2 separate regions of the Zea mays genome follow, and region 2 is linked to region 1. Evidence: chromatin contacts called from public Hi-C data. All regions are on one chromosome and are shown on one strand. The core of a region is the stretch at or near the end of the contact, and the rest is flanking DNA. Distances in the headings are between cores, read along the strand shown.

Evidence for each region. A called contact is a pair of places that touch in the nucleus more often than the background predicts.
Region 2: a contact with region 1 is called in a Hi-C map of tassel, with 2.3 times the contacts expected there. The contact joins the promoter of LOC100273993 here to the promoter of LOC100285018 in region 1. A contact is called at or near these places in 7 of 25 Hi-C or Micro-C datasets (ear, endosperm, leaf and 2 more).

What each region holds. Positions count from the first base shown.
Region 1 is chr4:247,021,404-247,027,987 of Zm-B73-REFERENCE-NAM-5.0, forward strand. It overlaps LOC100285018, which reads right to left and starts at 4,657. Exons shown (of 11, transcript NR_158562.1): 1 at 4,406-4,657; 2 at 4,170-4,319; 3 at 3,251-3,307; 4 at 2,884-2,976; 5 at 2,714-2,809; 6 at 2,378-2,462; 7 at 1,779-1,831; 8 at 1,588-1,671; 9 at 91-201; 10 at 1-2.
Region 2 is chr4:247,186,528-247,193,208 of Zm-B73-REFERENCE-NAM-5.0, forward strand. It overlaps LOC100273993, which reads left to right and starts at 1,773. Exons shown (of 12, transcript NM_001148379.2): 1 at 1,773-1,872; 2 at 2,072-4,084; 3 at 4,200-4,307; 4 at 4,435-4,605; 5 at 5,668-5,910; 6 at 6,017-6,469. The coding sequence starts at 2,105.

The sequences.
Region 1 (6,584 bases), core at 3,407-5,906:
GCCTGCCAGCAGTTGACAAGTGAGCACAACAGCACATGCACGCAGGGAGAGTGGGAGGAGGGGACGCAGAAGGAGAGAGCGAAAGCTTACTGTAACTGGAAGGCCAATGTTGTCAAGAGCAGCCTCAATCTCAGAAGAAGAGCATATGTGCTGAAGAGATTTCCTAAGCATCTTGCGCTTCCCCATGAAAGCGGAATTCACCTGTAAATCAAGGATATGGGCCAACCTTTGATGGTAGTTACAAAGAAATTAATTTTTTCGAAAGAGCAGGAGAGTTGTGCATCATTTAATTAGAGAAGAAAAGATCCAAAATGGACCAAGGTACAGAGCCTAACAGGCAAGGTAAACACATACTATCCTGCAGCCAAACTACAGCCTCCACCAGAACAGAGGAAGGCCATGGCGGGACTAAGGGGGACTCCACACCCACAAAAATTATGTCATGTTCATATTAAGTGCGACCTCTAGGCCTAAGTTCTCAAGATGTTTAGCTCCAGCCTTAATCCAACACACCAACTCATCTACAAAAACACATCAGATTGTGCCCAGAGAAGGGTTCTCTCCATTGAAGACTGCCTTGTTGCGGTGAATCCATAAATACCAGGCCCCCAAAATAATGGTGATGTTCATACCCTTTCTCTTGCTTCTATGTATCTTCTTACATACCTTTCGCCACCAATCGGCAAAGAAGATCTCATCTCCAGACGGAGAGAGATTAACAAACCCCAAGGGCGAAAAGATGGTATGCCAAAACTGTCTTGCAAAGACGCACGTACACAATAGATATTGGATGGTTTCTTGTGTTTGATCACATAATAAACAAGATTTTGGGTGATCCAAACCTCTCCTTTCCAATTTCCAATCTATCTGATGTCCAACATTTATTCCGTATAGCCAGCCACTGGAAAAATTTGCATTTTGGAGGAGTCCAAGACTTCCACAGCCTCCTCCAAGGCTCAAAAGTAATGGATCCCATGAAAAATGCCTTGTAACATGACTTAGGAGGAGAACTGGCCAGAGGAAGTATGCAGCCATATATGTTTATCAGCTTCATGTGTTAACACCACTCTTCTTACAGCATCCCATAAAAGCAAGAACTGTTGTAACCCAACCCAGGAAAGGGGTGTCATGATTTCACTGATCCATTGCCAGTTTCCAATAGCTTGGGCCGCAGTTCTAGTGGAAACAACACTTTTACCGACTTTAGCAACAACAGCAGGAGCAAATTCCTTGATGCAGCCGCCGTCTAACCATCTGTCCGACTAGAATAAAGTCTTGTTCTCATTTCCAACCACAGTAACAACCGAAGATTGAAAGAACTTCCTTACTTGCTTTAGTACATGCAGTTTTAACCCATGCCAAGGTCTGTTAGTGTCTGTTTTCTCCAGCCACAACCATTTAGCTTACAGTGCCCAGCTTTGGAAATACAGATTAGGGACTCCAAGACCACCAAGAATGAGCGGCCTTGTAACGATATCCAAAGATAAACAATTGCTTCCATTCACGTCCTTTCTCCCTCAACCACAGAAAGCAATTCAGATTTGGGACAAGTTTCTGCACACCATGACCCCATGACCCACTACTCACCATTGAAAAGAAGCTTTTTGGGGAACTAACTGGCGGATACTCCTCCGCATTCTTTAGTTTGAAGCTGATAACAGCACCATCAACCTGCGAATGGAATTGGCCAAGAACAGTATAGACTTGAAACCGAAACCACTGGGAAACAACAAAATGTTATTCCCTAAACTAAGACACACATGTAAGAAATATATTACCTTAGGCCGAGGGAAAAAATTCTCTCTGTCTACTCTGAACTTGTATTCAGGTTCTGAAAATAAGAAACAAAATATATTCTTGTCAATAAATGCAACATAACGACTGTGATCCACTGGTTAGGCATACTAACTAAACAGTCAAAACTAGGCCAAATTATCAGGTGGTTGCATGATATCATTGTTAGAGCTCTGTTGTTCGCATTTAGAAAAATATTTTGATTGAAGTCTTTAAGCAGAATCCTAAGAAAATGGGCTCCCCCAATTTAACTAAGCAACAATGATGTGCATCTATATGTGGAACCCCTAATAAACAAAAACTAGATGTTTAATTACTGTATTAACAGACCTGATCAAAAGTGCCGAATATAACCGAAAGACCCATAAAATTGCATTATAACTATTCAAGGCAGACAGAGATACAACATAAGGTTGTTGTCATAAGCTGCTGAGCAGGGTCGAGGATCAGAGTAACTAGCAGATCTTTATGATGATTCTGTCAAATGTAGGCTTGATTATTTAAATGAAACAAATAGGTAAGACAGTAAATATACTCTCAATGGTAATCGAAGTCTGTCAACATGTTTCATACAAAAGCTTACCCGAGTAAAAATCCACAAACACATTGATAGATCGGTACTCTGGACTTTGTATTGAAGCATCTGCAAGGCGTACTGCTGTTTCATCCTGAAAATGAGGATATGATAATGAAGTATAATGAGTCAACAAAAGTATTTAAAAAATCCTTCAAACTGAGAGTGGAGGTAAAAGATAAACTACAATGGCCGTGGCCCCTTTAGAAAAAAGGGTAGTGTTTTTAAAATTGAAATTACACAGAAATACATTATTATCGAAAGTTCCATATATCTTCTGAAGTCTGGACCAGCATTGACTCAACATTAGCCCATGCAGAAGTGAATATAAGAGCTGCCTCAAACCTGAAGCATAAGCACCACGACAGAGAAAACATCCCCCATTGGGAGTAGTAGTTTGACAACTTCGGTGCTGACATTGAATGGTAAGTTTGATGCAACCTGCAAAGTAGAAACTGGAACATGATCACAAAAACAAGCTCCATATTGATTTCTGTGGTTGGGCATCATCTCACCTTTGCAAGTTTTTTGGTGGCACCGTATTTCTCCTTCATGAAAGGAAGAAAATGGGAACGGATGTGAAATTTTGTGATGTCTTCTTCAATGACCTGCACAGATTTGTACCATAAACACAAAACAAGTGTAAGGTAGCTATAAGTTTTACAAAAAGCAACATCGTATTGTTACATACATTTTTTAGCTTCTGATTTCCTAACTATTTGACAGAATTATTCATCTGTAATGAATGACGGGTTGATGACAGATAAAAGTTTCAGATTGTTTAAAGGACATCAGTGAATGACCTGGAGTGCAACAAGAGAATATTGTGCATCATATTTGTTAAGGAAACACCACAATGTCAAATGAAGAACTAGATGCTACCTTCAACTGTTCTGTAGATCCAAACCTATCTTTAACGAGAGTAGCCATATGCTTGTCCTGTTACGAAAAAAAACAGAACAAGATGATGCAGGTTATGGATCCGTAATAGAAATAATTTCTAGACTTTAACTGTTAAATCTCCTTCAGTTAAAAGAAAATTACAACGACTTTCTCCAGCCCAAAAAGTCTATTTGTACGGATACACCTCAAGTTCAGCTTCAACTTATAATGCCATGCTCAAGTCTGAATCTATATTAAGTGTTTACTATTAAGTGTTTACAGAAACAAAAAAAAAAAAAACTTATTAGATGACTTCTTGCGATCTTTCGCAAGTAACTGAAAGGCAACACTATCGGCACATCATTCACAACTCAGTCTCAGGTCAGTCTATATAAAAGTCCCAAAGACGAGCATGATGTCAGTTTAAACTTAGAGGTTCCAGATCCCAATTAATAGAAGGGGAAAAAATACTCATACTCAAGTATGTAGCCATATACCCATCTAAATAGGGCAACGACTGCTATGCAAGCATGCAAACAAACCATCTGGTCCATTAGATTACGATCCAACCACAGATACAACCATGGTTTGTTAGGGGTTTTTTATAAAGATTATTAAGCTGGTGGTGGAAGGGATTAAGTATTAAATGTGACCTATGGTTGGATCACGATCTAATGGACCAAATGATTTGCTTGCACGCTTGCAAAGAATGACTGCTTGCATCCAAAGAGAGCTACATTTTGAGGCATCAACAATTGAGATTTGAGACAATCACACACAGTGACACAGATGATAGTAACCATTTTACACACAATTTCAATTTCGTCTCAGGAAGATCTTTCGAATTTTTCCCCCTAGCGGCTCGCTCTCACTTTCAGCAGTCCAGCTACGGAACACCGAGCAAAGCAACGTTACAGACCTTCTCGACGGCAAAGACGGTAGCGCCGGCCTGGAGCAGCGCGGAAGTGAGCGAGCCGGTGCCTGGGCCGATCTCGAGCACGACGTCACCCTCCTCCACCCCCGCCGCCGCCACCAGCTCCTCGTTCACCTTGGAGTTGAGCGTGTAGTTCTGCGGGGAGACGAGAGACGCGTCGGTACGTGGTGAATGGTGAGCCCGCCTGTGGGTGGCGCGGATTCTGGGGTCAGCGGGATGACCTGCCCGAGGGATTTTCGGGGGACGTGGCGGCCGCGGGAGTTGAGGGAGCGGATGGTGGAGTGGTAGTCGTCGGCGCCAGGCGTGGCGGTCGCGGCGCCGAGGATCCTCCCGCGACGACGCGAGGAGGTATGAACATGAGGTGTCGGCGGCGGCGGCCGGCGGCGAGGAGTCAGCCGAGAAGGACGTGGTGGCCCTGGGGATAAGGAGGTGAGCTCCACCATTTTCGTAGGCTTCCAGTTTTGCTCGCCCTTATTTTCCTCCCCTTTCGCTTTTCCTCATATAGTTTCGTAAGAATAAAGGGTGTAAGACTTTTGGATGGAGTTCTACAGTGTAGAGATGGCAATGGGACCCGATCCCCGATTCCCCGTGGGGAATTCCCCTATTAGGGGACGGGTATGGGACGAATTTAGTCCCCGCGGGGATCTAAATGGGGGAAATTAAATCCCCGTCGGGTTCGCGGGGACGGGGAACCATCCCCCGTCCTCGTTCCCCGTGTACCCGCCCCACGAAACTGTTTTATCCAAGTTAGTCAATTTACTTGTTAAAATTATAGTAAGAACTTAATGCATGACATGTTATAAAATAAAAAACTAAACTCTAAAGTAGATGTCTCTTATAATTTTCAATCTTGTTTGTTAAATTTGTATTAATTTAATACAATCAATTTAAATTTATCTTTAAATATTGTACTTCTAGCGGGGACAGATTCCCCGCGGGGTTCCCCACGGGGATAAATTCCCCGACGGGGACGGGGATGGGAGAAAAAGCTCCCCCGCGAGCGTTCGCGGGGACGAGGACGGGGAATTTTTGTCCCCGCGGGGACGGGGATGGGAAGCCATTCCCCGACGGGGAAATCCCCATTGCCATCCCTACTACAGTGTCTCTAGTAAGTAAAGACACACTGAAGATAGCTATTTCTATTCTTTTTTAAATTAAAAATTATTTAGAATCATAACAATTTATAAAGAAACATTTGGATCACGATTCATTACCACCTTGTTAACATGAGTGGTGGACCGAAAGATGATAACCAACGAGATAGTTTATAGGTTGTTTGATTTGAGAAATGAGTTAATTCATCATTTTCTTATTCCTTATTTTTATTTAGTTTGTGGAATAGAATAAGGGGTGTTTGAATGCACCATAGCCAAAAATTAATGACTAAAATTAGTTAAGACATCCAAACATCCTAGTTAATAGTTCAGTTATTAGCTATTCTGGTAAATTAGTTAATAGTTAGGTAGCTATTTGTTAGCTAACTAATTTCACTAGAAACTTTAATCAACTAATTATTAGTTTTAGTGCATTTAAACACTCACTAAGTTGATATATCATTACCTTATTTCTCATAGTTAATACTAATACGAGGAATATGATCATATCACCAAATTTTTAATGTCAAACCAAACAGCCCTACGATACGATGAGACATATGTTCAAAGCCTTGGATTATTAATAATTAGATCTCTTATCTTTCAAAAAAACGAGCTTTGGATTATTAATATCGAGCCCTGCAGATTGTTTGATACATCTATTTTTTATATTACACGTGTTCTATTTATATTTAATTAAAATATCTTTTAAAATCAATATTTCCACATAAATACCCATGAACATTTAATATTAGCGCGCAATATATATATATATATATATATATATATATATATATATATATATATATATATATATATATATATATATATATATATATATATATATATATATATATATATATATATATATATATATATATATATATATATATATATATATATATATATATATATAGACACACACACATAGAGGTCTCCTGAAGCGTGACATGTCTCTATCAAAAACCACATGGTCCGCTAGACAGCTGCGAGCAATTAAGGTGCTGTTTGGTTTCTTTAGTCATTAAAGTTTAGTCGCTAAAGTACCTCGTTTGGTTTCAGTGACTAAACTGGACTAAAGAGCATTAATTGTTGTGAATAATGACTTTTTTACCCCTATTAATTAATAGATGTTTGCTATAAGAAGAAAGTTGATAGGGCAAATAAGATAAAAATACTACTTTAGTCCCTTTTAGTCACCCTTTGGTGACTAAAGAACTAAAGTTTAGTCACCCCGTTTTAGTCACTATGTTTCTTTAGAGACTAAAAGTGACTAAAATTTAGTCACTAAACTTTAGTTACCCCT
Region 2 (6,681 bases), core at 523-3,022, 160 kb after region 1:
GAGCCAAGAAATGTCAATCTAGATCAAGTCAAGCAGACTTGATGATTTATGAGTCCAACATCAAAGCTCAAGCATGTGAAATGCTATAGATGTAATAATTAAGAGAAGGTATGTTTCTAGACTTAGTACATTGGTTTTAGTGTACTAATATACTTGTCTAAGTGTTAGAAACAGAAAGAAGAAGAAAAGGAAAGAGGTGCAAATCAGTCTGGGTGCACCGGAGTGTCCGGTGGTGCACCGGACAGTGTCTGGTGCGCCAGGCTGGCTCGAGCAAACTGGCCGCTCTCGGGAATTCACGGGCGACGTACGACTATAATTCACCGGACTATCCGGTGTGCACCGGACTGTCCGGTGAGCCAACGGTCGGCCGCGCGATCTGCGCGGGACACGTGGCCGAGCCAACGGCTAGAAGGAGGCACCGGACTGTCCGGTGTGCACCGGACATGTCCGGTGCGCCAACGGCTCCAAGACTGCCAACGGTCGGCTTCGCCATAGAAGGAAAGAAATCGGGCACCGGACAGTGTCCGGTGTGCACCAGACTGTCCGGTGCGCCACCCGATAGAAGGCAAGATTTGTCTTCCTGGATTGCTTCCAACGGCTCCTAGGCCCCTTGTGCCTATAAAAGGGACCCCTAGGCGCCTCAAGCTATATACAAGCGCAACCAACAAGTGTAGACATCACTCGAATCAATTCTCACTCTCCCTCTTGTGTGTAACTCTATAGTTTGTGTAGAAGGCACAACTATAAGCCTTTAAAGAGAGGAGAAGTGCTGCTAAGAGCTAGAGTAAGATCTTGAGCGTATCGTTACTCTGCCGAGGTGCTGCCAAAAAGTTTGTAAGCAGCCACGGTGTTGTTGTAACCCAACTCAATAGTGAAAGGCTCTATCTGTCATACTGACAGATCTGAGCAAACGGAGGAAGGAGTTGAAATAGACTCCAAGCCCAGGTGTGGCTAACTCCAACGAGGACTAGGCAAGCATTTCAGGCTTGGCCGAACCTCGGGATAAATCCTTGCGTCTGTGTGCTCTGTTCTGTATTGTATCCTGACTCTCTGTCTTACTCGTCTTTATATCTGCACTTCAATACTTATCTGTGGTATAAACTTTATTTGAAGTGCAGGACATTTTGAGACAGGATCTTCTATTCCGCTGCAACCTACTCGAAGAGTTGTTTCACTCCACTGCGTACTAAGTCTTCGAGTAGAGTAAGAATTTAAGTTTTAAAGTAATAAGCTTTATTCGCCTATTCACCCCCCTCTAGGCGACATCCAGATCCTGTTCCCGGGTCAAAGGGAACTTTCAACGACAGCGAAGTTGTGCAGCGGTGGCAGGCTCGAGGCGGCGGGCGGGCACGACGGGGACCAACCGGGAAGCCCGGGCTCGTAGGAGAGTGCGTGGGCGACATCTGTCAAGAGAGATAGCCGCCGGCGACGAAAGAGACGGGTGTCGGGCGAAAGGAGGCAGAAACGACCAATAGGTTATAGGCTGTGGCGTCGAGCTGTGTTATCTTGGCGTCATGACCTACGACACCGAGCAAAGGATAAAAAACATAATTAAGTTGTTTAAAGATCTAAACATGATTTTTTTTTCCGAAAAAAGATCAAACTACAAAAATATTCGGCCGGTAGGTCCGCCCATTTGTTCATCATCCGCTGGGCCAGGCCGAAAACACCGTCCAGACTGCGAAACAGGGGCACGTTGCAGCCCACGGGGCTCCGCAGGCTACCAAACGGGGCACCCCTCTCCCGTGCCGTGCGACGTTGGAGCTGAACAACGGAGAGAAAAAGTGAGGCGGAAGACGAGGGACATACTTCAAGCGCCCGCGGCCCGCAGCCTGCTCGCCCAGGTCTTCGCCGGCGACGAGCACCCACCAGGTCCTTCTCTTCCCTACCTGCTGTGCGAAACCGATCACCCGAAACCCTAACTTAAGCGATCTGTCTACTTGAACCTGGATCTGATCCAATTACTATTTGTCTGTTGTCTCTGGATCTGATCTAACGAAGCGTATATACGTGCGCCCTAACAGCTTCAATTCTTTCTTTTTTTGGCACAAATTAATGTGCGCACACCCAGGTCCGCTCAGTCCATCTCTCCAGAAATCCCCAGATGTTCCACAGCAAGTCGCTCCCTAGGCCCAAGGACACATCGGTGGTGGTGGTCGTCCTTGAGACGACAGAAGTGTACATTGTGATCAGCTTGTCGACGAGGAGAGACACCCAGGTCGTATACGTCGATCCGACCACCGGCGCCCTGCGCTACCTGGGGAAGCATGGGGAGGACGTCTTTGATTCGGAGGCGGCGGCGCTGAACCACATCACCAACGGATCAAGGGTTCTATCCAAGAGCACTACATATGCCAAGGCAGTGCTGGGATACGCGGTGTTAGGAAGCCATGCTCTGCTCTTGGTCGCGACACAGTTGAGCGCGTCGGTCCCCAATCTGCCGGGAGGCGGGTGCATATACACATTGGCAGAGAGCCAGTGGATAAAGATCCAGCTGCAGAATCCTCAGCCCCAGGGGACTGGAGAACAGAAGAACATACGTGAGCTGGCCAATCTAGACATTGATGGCAAGTTCTTCTTTTGCGAGACAAGGGATGTTACCAGGCCCTTCCCGAGTCCTATTACACTACGGGAACCAGATGAGGAATTTGTTTGGAACGAGTGGCTGTCAAAGCCCTTTAAGGACATTGGTTTGCCAGGACACTGTGTCATTCTTCTGCAGGGGTTCGCTGAGTGCCGGAACTTTGGAGGTGCTGGGCAGCAAGGTGGGTTAGTCGCCCTTATTGCACGCCGAAGTCGGTTGCATCCTGGAACTCGCTATTTGGCCCGTGGACTGAACGCATGTTCAGGCACAGGCAATGAGGTAGAGTGCGAGCAACTCGTTTGGGTTCCACGGAAGGGCGGACAGCGCATCCCTTTTAGCTCGTATATCTGGCGCCGTGGAACTATTCCAATATGGTGGGGCGCAGAAATAAAAAACGCGGTGTCAGTGGAGGCTGAAATTTACGTTGCCAACGATCCTTACAACGGAAGCTTACAGTACTACCAACGGTTGGGTAAAAGATATGGGAATAAATCATCTGAAGCGAACGTGTCCAGGCAAAAAAGTTCTGGAAGGGTTCCCATTATTTGTGTTAACTTGCTAAGATACGGCGAAGGAAAAACAGAGTCAGTTCTTGTTGATCATTTCAAAGAATCTATACGGTACATGAACTCTACTGGAAAGCTGGGAAGCACGTGGATTCAGTTAATAAATTATGACTGGCATGCCACTGTGAAGTTAAAAGGGCAGCAGCAGACAGTTGAGGGCCTATGGAGGCATCTTAAACCACCTACAATGGTCATTGGCTTCAGTGAAGGGAATTACTATGATGCAAGACAGCAGCTTAATGAATGTAAAGGATCAGTTATCTGCAATGACGATGTAAATGGTGGGTTTTGCATGGAATCTATTCAAAATGGGGTGATACGATTCAACTGTGCAGACTCTCTTGATCGAACCAATGCTGCTAGTTACTTTGGTGCACTTCAAGTTTTTGTTGAACAGTGTAGTCGATTGAGCATCTCGCTTGACATAGATGCAATGTTTGGGTTGTCAAGTAGATATTCTGAATATGATGGTAGAAACACTCGTTCTTTGCCCCCTGGATGGGAGGAGCGCTTTGACTCTGTAACAGGGAAATCATTTTATATTGATCATAATACACGTACTACCACATGGGAACATCCATGCCAGGAGGCTCCACAGAAGCCCTGGAAGAGATTTGATATGACATTTGATCAGTTCAAAGGCTCAACAATGCTTGCTCCAGTGAACCAGCTTGCTGAACTTTTTCTTTTGGCAGGCGATATCCATGCTACGTTGTACACTGGCTCAAAAGCTATGCACAGTGATATTCTGAACATATTCAAGGAGGAAACAGGAAAGTTTAGTAAATTCTCAGCTGTTGAGAATGTGAAAATTACGGTGCTAAGAAGGTACCAAAATTTTATGAATGATAGTTCCCGTCAAAAGCAGTTAGAGATGTTTCTTGGTTTGAGGCTATATAGGCATCTCCCGTCCATCCCTATGTTCCCTCTCAAAGTAGGTAAACTTACTCATTATAACCATATCTCTTGCAAACTAATACTATTGGTCTTGATGCAGTATTATATTATTTATAGCTTTTGTGATAACATTCCTGATATTGACAATTCAGGTGCTATCAAGGCCATCTGGATGCATGTTAAAACCAGTTCCTAGTATCATCCCAATGGCTGATGGTGGTTCCAGTCTTCTGAGCTTCAAAAGGAAGGATCTTATTTGGGTATAGTTCTTCCTTAAAGACTCTTCTCAATGCATCTGAAAGAGTCTTCCTGATAGTTTTCTGGTTTATTTAATTATTGCTATGATGTTTTCTTCATATAGGATGTTAAAGGCTCTTGTGCATGCAGGTGTGTCAGCAAGGTGCAGACTATGTTGAACTTTTTATATACCTTGGGGAACCTTGTCACGTTTGTCAACTGCTTCTTACTGTCTCCCACGGTGCTGAAGATTCTTCATATCCAGCAACCGTAGATGTTAGAGTTGGCTCAAGCATCGACTCCCTCAAACTCGTGGTTGAGGTCCTTGTCTCTATCTTACCTCACCGGTTTTATTATAATATCCTTTTTTTTTGCTCCAGCTGTTTCGTCAAGTTTCTTTGCAAATATCGATTTAGTTTCCATACTCAAGATTTGGTTTGATGAACTGGCAACCCTGTACCCAAATTCAAGACCCAAGAGGCGCCAGATACAAAAATTACCGTCCTTGCTAAAATTGAGCTTCATTTGTCATTAAATCTGACTTGAAGACCATGACTTTTGCTTGGTTCAGAACCTATGCTGAGCTGTGTGCTGAATACTTTGGTTGAGCTGAGATTAGCTAACCACATTTCCTGAGTTTGGCCTGGATTTTGGTTAGGTTCATAATCCTATCCAGTACGCACATCATGTTTAGGTGGTGTTGTTTTAAAATCGGTTATTGCTTCATCTTGTATTGGTTTCGTCTGATACATTACTGTCATTGGTTGAATATTGTTTTGCATTTTCTACAGTTATACAATTGTTTCTTTCAACAATTTCTGTGTACGCTAGCAGCTTTGAATTTGAATATTTGATATGTTTTTGTCTATGAAATTGAAATCCATTAAAGCTTGCAGATGCATCAAAAACTATATTTAACCCTTTATATAGCTCATGTTTTGAGGCAACATGTCGTTCTTTACTAGCCAAATCAGGGCCTTTTCATTTGATCGTTTCCATTTGTTTGCTCTGTTGTATTTTAAAAACTCGACCCGCAGTGGGTAAGCTAGCTCGTGGACGTTGTATTAAGAAGAAGACCTTCTCGCACGGGTCAAGAAACCCCCCGAACCCCGCCCCACCTATACACAGCGGCACCGTAGCTCATGTGAGAACGACCGCGATCGGGGCCGAGCTTTAGACCTGTGCTTTGGCGTGGGATAGACGAGGGGATTTTTTGTAACCACATCCTAAAATTTGCTCCCACGGGGAGTCAAACTCAGGACCTGAGCATTGGTACTTAGACCGCCTAACCAACTTAGCTAGAGGCCCTCTCGTTGCTCTGTTATATTTTGAACATCTTACTTAACTGGTTAATGAATATTAATTGGGAAATTATTTGTGTAGGGTGCTTGCATTCCACAATGCTCTAATGGGACAAATTTACTGATTCCAGTCACTGGGAGAACTGATCCAGAGGACTTGGCTGTTACAGGGAAAAGTGCGAGGCCCAATGTTCAAGAGAGCTCCTATCTTCCTTTGTTATATGACTTTGAAGAGCTAGAAGGAGAATTAAACTTTTTGAATCGGGTTGTTGCATTATCTTTTCATCCATCTGCTGTATCAAGAACACCCATTACTCTTGGCGAGGTAAAATTGATGAATTTTCTAGATTGTGATGCTATTAAAAAGTTATTTTTGCTATGACTATTCATCTATCCTTTTCCTTGATGAGTTGTATAAATTTCTTTAACAGATTGAAGTACTTGGAGTTTCCCTTCCATGGGCAGACATGTTAACCAATAGTGAACGTGCTCCTGAATTTATGGAGTTTATCAATAAAAAATCATCAAGTGCTCACTGTAATCTAGGTTCCAAGTCTTTTGGAAATTCTTCCATGCCTGGGAATGATTCTCATGGTATTGATGAGTCTTATACTAAAAGTTCATCATTAGTTCAACCGTGTGGTTCGGAAAATTTGTTGGATTTTCTCACAGGTGATTTTGACATGTCGGAGTCCCATATAACTCAAAATACTTTTGGTGCTGGAGAACAAACAAACTTCTTAGATGATGGATTTGATGTTAATCCTTTCGCCCCTGCATTGGAAGTGCCTGTTCCTGTTGCTAAAGTAAACAAGGAGGTTGAAGAATGTGGCAGCACCCAGCTTTATATTAAATTTTTTGAATCCCTTTCTGGCTATAATAAGGTATCCATTTGTGAAAATTTCGTCTCTTTTTATTTCTATTCTTCTATGTTCTGTTCTTAGAAGGGCAGACCTGATGTGGTCGTGAGAGCTGTCTCACTGAGTCACCAGGTTGCAGGTTCGAAACCTTGAAACAGCCTCTCAGTATTTGTGGGGAAAGGCTTGCCTCGGTTTATCCCTGCCCCAGACAGACCCCACTCATGTGGGAGCCTCCG